2 separate regions of the Mus musculus genome follow, and region 2 is linked to region 1. A link is a contact called in public Hi-C data. All regions are on one chromosome and are shown on one strand. Each heading gives the region's core, a stretch centred on a gene start, on an enhancer-like site or on the middle of the called end of the contact. The rest is flanking DNA. Distances are from core to core; before and after follow the strand shown.

Region 1 (4,230 bases), core at 53-2,552:
ATAGCCTATATATCAACCTTGTCAGAAAGGAAAACGTAAGACACTTGAGAAGGGAGAGCATTTGCTTCCCAGCTGCCTTAGTTCTTTATTACTATATATACCTCCATAAACCAGACTATCCTGGATCAGTAGCATATTCAAAGCCTCAAGGAATTCCGTCATTTGGATACTTCATTTGTGTGTGGTCTTTCTTTACTTAATTTCATTATCAGAACATGATGATGTTTCTCCATTTCCAATTTTACTGATAATCTCCCAGTCTGCATGTATGGGTTTCTTTCTTGATTAGGAATTTGCACACAATGCAGCAAATAAACTCAAGGTCAAGATCACCCTCTAACCAGTGATCTTGACCTTGAGTTTATTTGCTGGAAAAACATGGGTTTCATGTAGTTCCTATGACTTTTGGTAAGTGAAAACAAATGAGAAAAGCTGGCAATGCACCTTGAATGGCCATATGTTAGGGAACTTGCTAGGGCCTGTGCAAAGAAGACAGGAAGCTACATCATCCCAGCTCAGTGTGACACTTAGGACGAAAGAGCATTTGCTCCAAAAATCAAGCTAAATTTACTTATGCCAGAAAGACCTACCTCAGGAGCAAAGACACAAGGGCGAACCTATTTGAGAACAGAGACAGACTATTTTCAATATCAAAGAAAGGTCTTTGATAGTCTTTCTTTACAGCTTAGTGCCTCTTACTCAGAGTAAGGCCCCAGCTGATGGTGAGGAAATGGATGGCTGAATGAAGAAATTCTCCAGTCATACCAGTGCACGACTTTAAGTAGTTGCATGTGCATGTTTCAATAAGATGAGAATAATTCTCCTGGCTAGGCTTTACTTTCATCAGTAATAATTAGCTCCCTCTATACCAGCAGTTCTCAACTTGTAGGTTGTGACCTCATTGTGGATGTTCATTGACCTGTTTACAAGGGTTGCCTGAAGCCATCCAAAACCACAAATATTTATATTATGATTCATAACAGTAGCAAAATTATGGTTATGAAGTAGCTAGGAAAATAATTTTATGGTTGGGGGTCGCCACCACATGAAGAACTGAATCCGAGGGTCACAGTGTTAGGAAGGTTGAAAAACCACTGCTCTAGGCTGTGTTTGTCTGATCAATGATTTCCAACTGATTTTAACTTTTAGAACATGTATGTCTGATTGGGACCAGAATGTCAAGAAGTAGACCATTCATAAAAAAAGAAGTGTATCATTTATATAAGACAGCTTCACAATGGGTGGAAACAGAACTTGCTGAGATTATGCTGTCTCTATATAGCATTAGAGAAAAGCTATTTCTTCCCTCTAATTATGCAGCTTGGATGACGCTCTGGGATACAAACTACTTGGAGCTTAAGAGAGCACACAGCAGCTTGAGTCAGTATTGTCAAATGAATGTACAAATGAATAGCAATAAAAGCAAATAATAAAACGTTTTTTTTTCTTGGCATTTAATTCAAATATGCTACAGCACAAATGTGTTATTTGAATTCCTTTCACATGTAATTAAACTACACAGAGAGAAAAATCTGGCAAACTGAAGGCCAGGGAAGGACAGATAAAAGAATAGACAATTCCTCAGAGCATTTTATCAGCTTGCCATCATCCCCTCTGTATTTTGATAAGAAGGAAAAAAAAGTCTAGTATTTGAAGGTCTGGTGAAAGGCTCCATATAACTGTATAAATGTGTTATTAATTGTAGGAGCAGAATTTTAGTTTCAAACTGTACTTTGTGCTCTTAAAAATACAGTAATAATTGTGGAAGACAGCCACCTGCAGAGCTTTTCTGGTGGCTTCTGACCTGCCCTACATCGTTAATAGAGCTAGTCTTACTAACAGGGTTGATGTCATACCAGTTTCTTCTGTCTCACAAAATTATTTAAAGATGTGTCTTTAACCACCCCCACAGTGCCAAGCTGCTCTATAAATGTCAGTTTTCTGCCATGAGGAGAATTATCTTAGATAATGTCACACCATCTCTTGAGATGTTAATCTTTGTGCTTTCTTGTATTTGACCCTTCCTTTATTCAGCTGTAGGTATTTCCATTGCCCTGGGGGATCAAGATTCATAGCAGAGGTGCAAAGAGGAAAGTTACAGTAGGAACAGTACTTTTGAAAGTTCAGCCCTTTGATAGTTTACATTTCGTTGAGAAAGGATCATAGATAGTCTGAAGAATTGAAGTCTTCCAGTGTCCGGAATTCACTGGGTTCTGTCTGAGCTGCCCTTAAGATACTGTCTTTATTCAGGACCTCAGAAGAATCCTGACAATGCGAGTGAGAAAGTCTCTGGGTTTCCAGAGGGACAGTGATGCCTACGAAGCAAAAAAATGTTTCCAGTATGAATTTTTTTTGAAGGCTAGAAAATGTTCTGTAAGCTCCACACTAGCTCTCTGCAGCCTTCCAAATCCATGATGAAACATCAGCCTCAACAGTGACTCTTGCTTTAATTGGCAAAGAGGATGTCTTTAGATAACAATGATATTTCATTTTGGAGGTAAGTCTTCACATGTAAAGGAACTGTTCTTCTAAGATTATGATGCATTCTCACTGGCCAAAGGGAAGTCATCATAGACCACACAAGGACATCAGGTCCATTTCTTACACGTTCTACCCACAACAGAACTCTGGTTCCATTCGGATCCCTGGCACTCATTGTCTGCTGCATCCTTGAGTAGTTTCACCAAGAGTTGGTCCTTTGATTGTTATCACCTCCTCTCTAAGATATTTTGTTTCTTCCACACCCCACCACCCTCCTGTTCTGTATATTTTCTCTGCAACAATTACAGCACATTAAGACATTGAATGCCCTGTTCAGTAGTTGTAGTTTGAATAAGAATAGGCTCGTGGAACTCTTTCAGAAGAATTAAGAGGTATGGTATGGACTTACCAAGGAGGTATATCATTGGGGGTGAGCATTGAGGTTTTAAAGTCCATGGCCAAGCCCAACACCCACCCCCTCTGCTTACAACTTAATGGATCAGATGTGAGCTCTCAGATACCTACCTACCTGCCTGACTCTGTTTCCTGACATGCTAGTCATCACCAACTCTTTAAACTTGATGCAAGCCACCAATTAAATGCGTTTTGTCTACTAGTTGTCTCAGTTCTCAGCAATAGAACAGTAACTAAGAGTAGTAAACTAGAGAAAAAACATTGTTTTTGAGTTTTAGTGGCCATTTTACTGAAACTCATTACATTCTGATACTTCTTCATTAACCAAAACAAGTAATTCAAAAGCCAAATAAGAACACATTAGTAATATCAACAACAACGAACATGAACCAAATCTAAACTTTTGCGTTCTTAGTAGAGGTGGAAATGGGAATAGGAAGAAGTAAGCTTTACGGAATGGCACAGTCAATATCAGAGCTAAGAGAAGATAGCAAGGGGCATCCGAGTGAGATGAGGGGTAGGAGTGATAGTATGGGAAGATGATATGTCTTCTAGAGAACATCACTGAGTGATTCCATTTTGGGAATAGGGAGCACGTTTACTCAGGATATCAGAGGGAATACCTAATAAAAAGACTCTTTGAATGTCAAACTTTTGTATTTGGTGAAAATCATCAACGAAGAACAGCTTGCCATTCAGTTGAAATCTTTTGAAGGGACAGACACCTTTTCCCTTTGGTCCAAAGGCATTCCAGAGAATGTGATGGTGGCCAGAATGTCAAGAAGGCACACTACGGGCTGGTGAGATGGCTCAACGGTTAAGAGCCTTGACTGCTCTTCCGAAGGTCCTGAGTTCAAATCCCAGCGACCACATGGTGGCTCGCAACCATCCATAACGAGATCTGGCACCCTCTTCTGTCTGAAGACAGCTACAGTGTACTTACATATAATAAATAAATATAAGAAAAAGAAGGCACAGTACACATAGAATTAGAGGGAGTGGGTAGTGGGAAAGCAGCTCCTTGTTATGATCCAGAGTCCCAGTTTCAGCAGTTTCAGCACCTGGACAGGGTGCAGTTTCATTGCCCTTAGCGGTATTTCACCCCCTAGAAGATTCCCGGGTATACAAAGAAAGCAGCCTTGTTTCGATTTTTGGAATACAGTGTTTTAGCTAGCTGCTATATTTCCTGCCCTGAAAAGGGATCCTGTCACCTGCTGCTGCTGGCTTCGCAGGGGACAAAGTTGTGCCTCGCGGAGGGGCCCGAATCTGAAAAGGTACTGTTCTAGAGTTGTTTGTAGTGAGTGATATCCTGGATAAAGGAGTAGCTGAGGCAAG
Region 2 (4,410 bases), core at 923-3,422, 820 kb after region 1:
GGATAACTAAGGGAGACATGACTCCAAACAGTGGCAGATGGCACAGGGGCACTAATGCTCACTAGAGGGGGGAAAACAGAGTCACATCGATTACAACTTTGAACAGAAAGAAAATTAGATGTTGACCAGTATGAACTCAGTGCTTCTTTGCTTTTGGCTTTGAGACCATGTACTGTTTGGGAATGTTTCATGTGCAGTGGGCTCTTCAGTGGGTAAGAGAAGGCAAAGGTTTGAACTCAGGCCTAAGTCACATGTGTTATTTTCTTCATTATAACTCTCCTGCCTTCTAGGGTTTCTTACTGGTCTTCCTTAAAATCTTTGCCATTTTTACATATGCCTTATTACTGAAATATCCATTTCCTACTTGAAATATATGAGCACTGAGCCTTGACATACAGGCAGACGTGAAATAGGAATAGTCTTTAGACAAAACTTTAACTAAATAATAAAGTTACTTCGATGTATATTAAACTGCATTTATTAATGATAACCAATACCTGACAATGTAAAAGTTTTTCTATAAATTTATAGGAAAATATAGAGAACTTGATAGTAAAGAGATAGTGGAGATGTGTGGTTATTCATAATTTAACAAAGTCCCTTGATTGTATCAATTAATGGTTTTCAAATTAGAGTGTTGAGAATAGAAATTGACAGTCTCACAATTGTATAGATGTTTGTTGCTTAATTAAAAGTCCATCAAATACTACTTCAGGATTAACTTTAGACTGCAAAACAATTTGCTTTCAACTCTGATGGGATTCCAGTCCATTCTGCAGTTTATTCCCCTGGCTCAGCCCTACTCCATTGCCCATTTTAAGAACTAAATTGTTGAGACTTAAGCTTCAAATGGTAGAATATTGAACATTTTTTAAAAGGCCCTTTAAAAAGATTTTGTTTTGTACCAAAAGCATAGCTATGTTTCAAACCCATAGTACAGTAGACATTTTCTTTATTTCACCCTTTGCTACTAACTTGTGATGTCATTGTCAACACATGAGTCCACATTTCTGGGTGTCAGTTTCCTTTACTGCTAAATGATAAAAGAGGTTGGGAGGGTTGTTCTAATCTCCTTAATTTTCTTCTACCTTGGCTGTTTTCTAAATTACTTTTTACGTTAGCATATAAAGCAACGGGCATTTTATACACATAAATGTTTTAAATGTTTTCGGTCATTTGCTTCTCCCATTGACCTCCATTTCCCAGGCCACATCTTGCTGGTGTTTTTCTTTGATGGCTAATCCCCATTGCGATTTGACATACCTGGAAAGAGAGAAACTTAATTGAAGAACTGATTGCATTCATAAGTTTGGCCTGTGGGAATATTCTTGGTTGATGATTGTTTAGGAAAGGGACAGCCCAATGTGGGTGGTACCATTTCTTGTCAAATGGGCATAAACTCTATGAGAAAGCTAGCTGAGCAAGCCATAGTTAGCAAGGTAGCGAGCATCATTCCTCCTTCCCTTTGTGCTTCAGGCTCTTACCTTAGCTCCCTTTGATGATGGACTATAGCCTCTGTAAGCAAATAAATCCTTTGCTCCACAAGTTGATTTTTGATCATGATGTTCATCACAGTAAGAGCAAGTAAAGTAGGCCACCATCCTTCCTCCACCCAGAGTCTCCCCTGCTGCTTCCAAGTCATTTTTATTCCCTCCACTATTTCAGATTTCTTTTTCTCTCCTTAAGGTTTCTTTTCTATGGTCAATACACACACACACACACACACACACACACACACACACACACACACACACAGGCAGATGCACATTGTATGCACACAAAGACACACATACACACATGCTTACATGTAGATTCAGTATTTGAGAGAAACATGCCTATTTGATGATTTAACATTTCAGAATCAACTATTACTCTTTATTTTTTTTCCAGCTTGGCAAAAAATTAAAATGAAGAGCCAAGGAGAAACTATGTAATGGGGTACAAATAGGTGAAAAAAATGACTTTTTTTTTAAAAGCCAAAATGAATTCTCTTTTGAACCAGCAAAGCAGATGGCTACAAATTATGACTTGTGTACATTGCCTCTTTATATGCATCTCCTCTTGAGAGCTAAACTGGAATTATTAAAATCCCATCATTACCCTGCCTTCTCCACCTCTCAGCGCCTTTGTTTTCTCACTTGCAACTGAATTATTTGCATCACACAGGCATTGTTCTCCAGCTGAATTCGGTAGGGACTCACTAGACATTTGTTAATGCTTGATGACATTAGGTCCTGCATACACAGAATACTTTGTTTGCTATGCTTCTCTAGGTTGACAAGCTGAACCTACTAAGAACAAAGGATTTTGCTAGGAAAGAGGAAGAGCACCGTGAAAATGATTTTTACTTTTCAGAGTGGCAGTGGAATTTAGGAATATGTGAAGTAAATTTACAAGTTTTATAAGTTCCTGATGTTTTACAAATGTTTAATGGGATAATAGGTCATACTCCAGTTACTTTATTCCCTTCTAGAGTCAGACGAGTTTATTGGCTCTTCATAAGCTTGCATATGACTTTGAACAACAACAACAACAACAACCAAACAAAAAACAACAAAAAAAACAATTGTCTACCAATTGACAAAGACCAAATGGTATTCATATTTTAGGAGAAAAAAAAATTCAAGTAGCAAAACTAAAGTGGGTGACAAGAATATTGTAGGAGAATTATTTCATTTCCAAAACTAAAGGTGGGTGGATGAGGCTTCTGTCAAATCTCTATATTTACAGTGGAAAGTCTATTGTAGGCAGTCTGTTGAAAATGACAGCATTTCTATCAAGCTCCCCATCAGCTGCCGCTGGCTGGAATAGGAATTATCATCCTTCACTGGGCTGTCTTGCTTTATGATATCAATTAGCAAACAATCTGTTTTGTTGGCACAGGATAAAATTAGGATGCAAAACAGAGGGACTGTGAAGCAAAACATTTTTCAGGGAGAGAGCTGTTGTGCTGAAGCATGGGAGGAAAAGAGGCTGTCATTTTTCTGTCTGTCAGTCCTTCTTTAATTTATCTCTGATGTCAGACTATTAGATCCTAATACACATAATCACATTATTAGCTTTGATGCTGCTGAGCTATTTAGGATGTTAATATCTGACTTAAAAATATAAATCTTGCATTTCTTTTTCATGGGTTTTTGTAACTCTTGCAATTATTTTTTTTAAACCCTATTTACTCTCTTTAAAATATATTTAAAGAATCAAATTCTGCATAAAGTAGAACAGAAGTTACACTAGGGGGCACTAGTAAGCTACACTATTTGTTTTTTGTTTTTAGTGCCCCCCTCCTTTTTGGCAATCTCATTTGCATGTCTTTAGGGATGCTGTTACTGCTAAAGCTTATCTATTTGAAACTACCCATTTTTCTTCCTTCTTTCCTTTCCTTTCCTTTTTTTTTTTTTTTTTTTTTTTTTTTTTTAAAGCCCATTTGGCTCCTTTCATTGACCAGTAGAGTTCCAGACCTGTAGGTTCATTATTTTGATAAGCTTTGTCCCAGTTGGGTTGTCTGGGTGGCCTTTATGTCTTTATTGAAATCCCTGGGTCTTGTCCTGTGACATTTCTGATGTCTTTTGAAAGAACATCTCTGCAGCTGCAAGTGATTGCTGCTTAAGCCCAATTTTAAGGCCTCAAAATGCACACACATTACTCTGGGGTATTTCTTTTAAGCCACATTTAAGCCCTGGTCTCTAGAGGTGAAAGACTGAGATGCTAAATAATCTGCCACCTGGCCTGTCCGCACATGATTGGTACAGAACACAGATTCCTCTTCTGAGGAATATACAAAAATAGCTTTTCCTAAAAGGTCAAATAAAATTTATGCTTCATGCTCAAAACTTTAGCATTTCAATTTAATTTTAAAAGTCAAAAACAATATAGAAGGATCTAAAGTGAGCCTAAAGAGAGTTCACAATTTTATTAAAGAAAGTAAACCAAGTTTTAGTTTTCTCAGAATATGCCAGCTTTTTATTACCCTTTTATTTACTGAAAATCAAATGTGTTTTCAGTTTTATGAAAGCTGGAATATTTTTCTCTAATTTGTTATTATTATTATTATTATTATTATTATTATTATTATTATTATTATTAAATACTTCTTTTAGTTGGCCCTCTTTTGAAATATTTGCTGACAAAATCATTAGTCTGTTTCAAAATGAGATTTGTCTTAGTTATTGTTCTATTGCTGTGATTAGACACCATGACCATGGCAGCTCTTATAGAGAAAAGCATTTAATTGGGGCTTGCTTATATTTTCAGAGGTTTAGTCCATTTTCATTTGACAGAAAGCATGACAGCACACAGGGGACATGGTGATAGAGAAGCAGTTGAGAGTTCTACATCTGGATCGTCAGGCAGCAAGAAGAACAAAAGCCTCTGGACTTGAATGGTCTTGAAAACACAAAGCCCACCCTC

Evidence for each region. Hi-C and Micro-C count contacts between places; a contact is called where the count stands out from the background.
Region 2: a contact with region 1 is called in a Hi-C map of cortical neurons, with 2.2 times the contacts expected there. The contact joins two enhancer-like sites. A contact is called at or near these places in 2 of 484 Hi-C or Micro-C datasets (both in cortical neurons) and 1 of 115 datasets of contacts at active chromatin or transcription factors (astrocytes).

Annotation. Positions count from the first base shown.
Region 1 is chr10:46,005,204-46,009,433 of GRCm38.p6, forward strand. No RefSeq gene overlaps it. Among named protein-coding and RNA genes, the nearest start is that of D030045P18Rik, 200 kb to the left of the region's middle. Within about 2 kb of position 1,303, at least 7 of the 459 cell types and tissues checked have an H3K27ac peak or open chromatin away from gene starts, as enhancers often do. A contact at or near this core is called in cortical neurons, where this site is marked.
Region 2 is chr10:46,824,024-46,828,433 of GRCm38.p6, forward strand. No RefSeq gene overlaps it. Among named protein-coding and RNA genes, the nearest start is that of Gm25650, 12 kb to the right of the region's middle. Within about 2 kb of position 2,173, at least 25 of the 459 cell types and tissues checked have an H3K27ac peak or open chromatin away from gene starts, as enhancers often do. A contact at or near this core is called in cortical neurons, where this site is marked.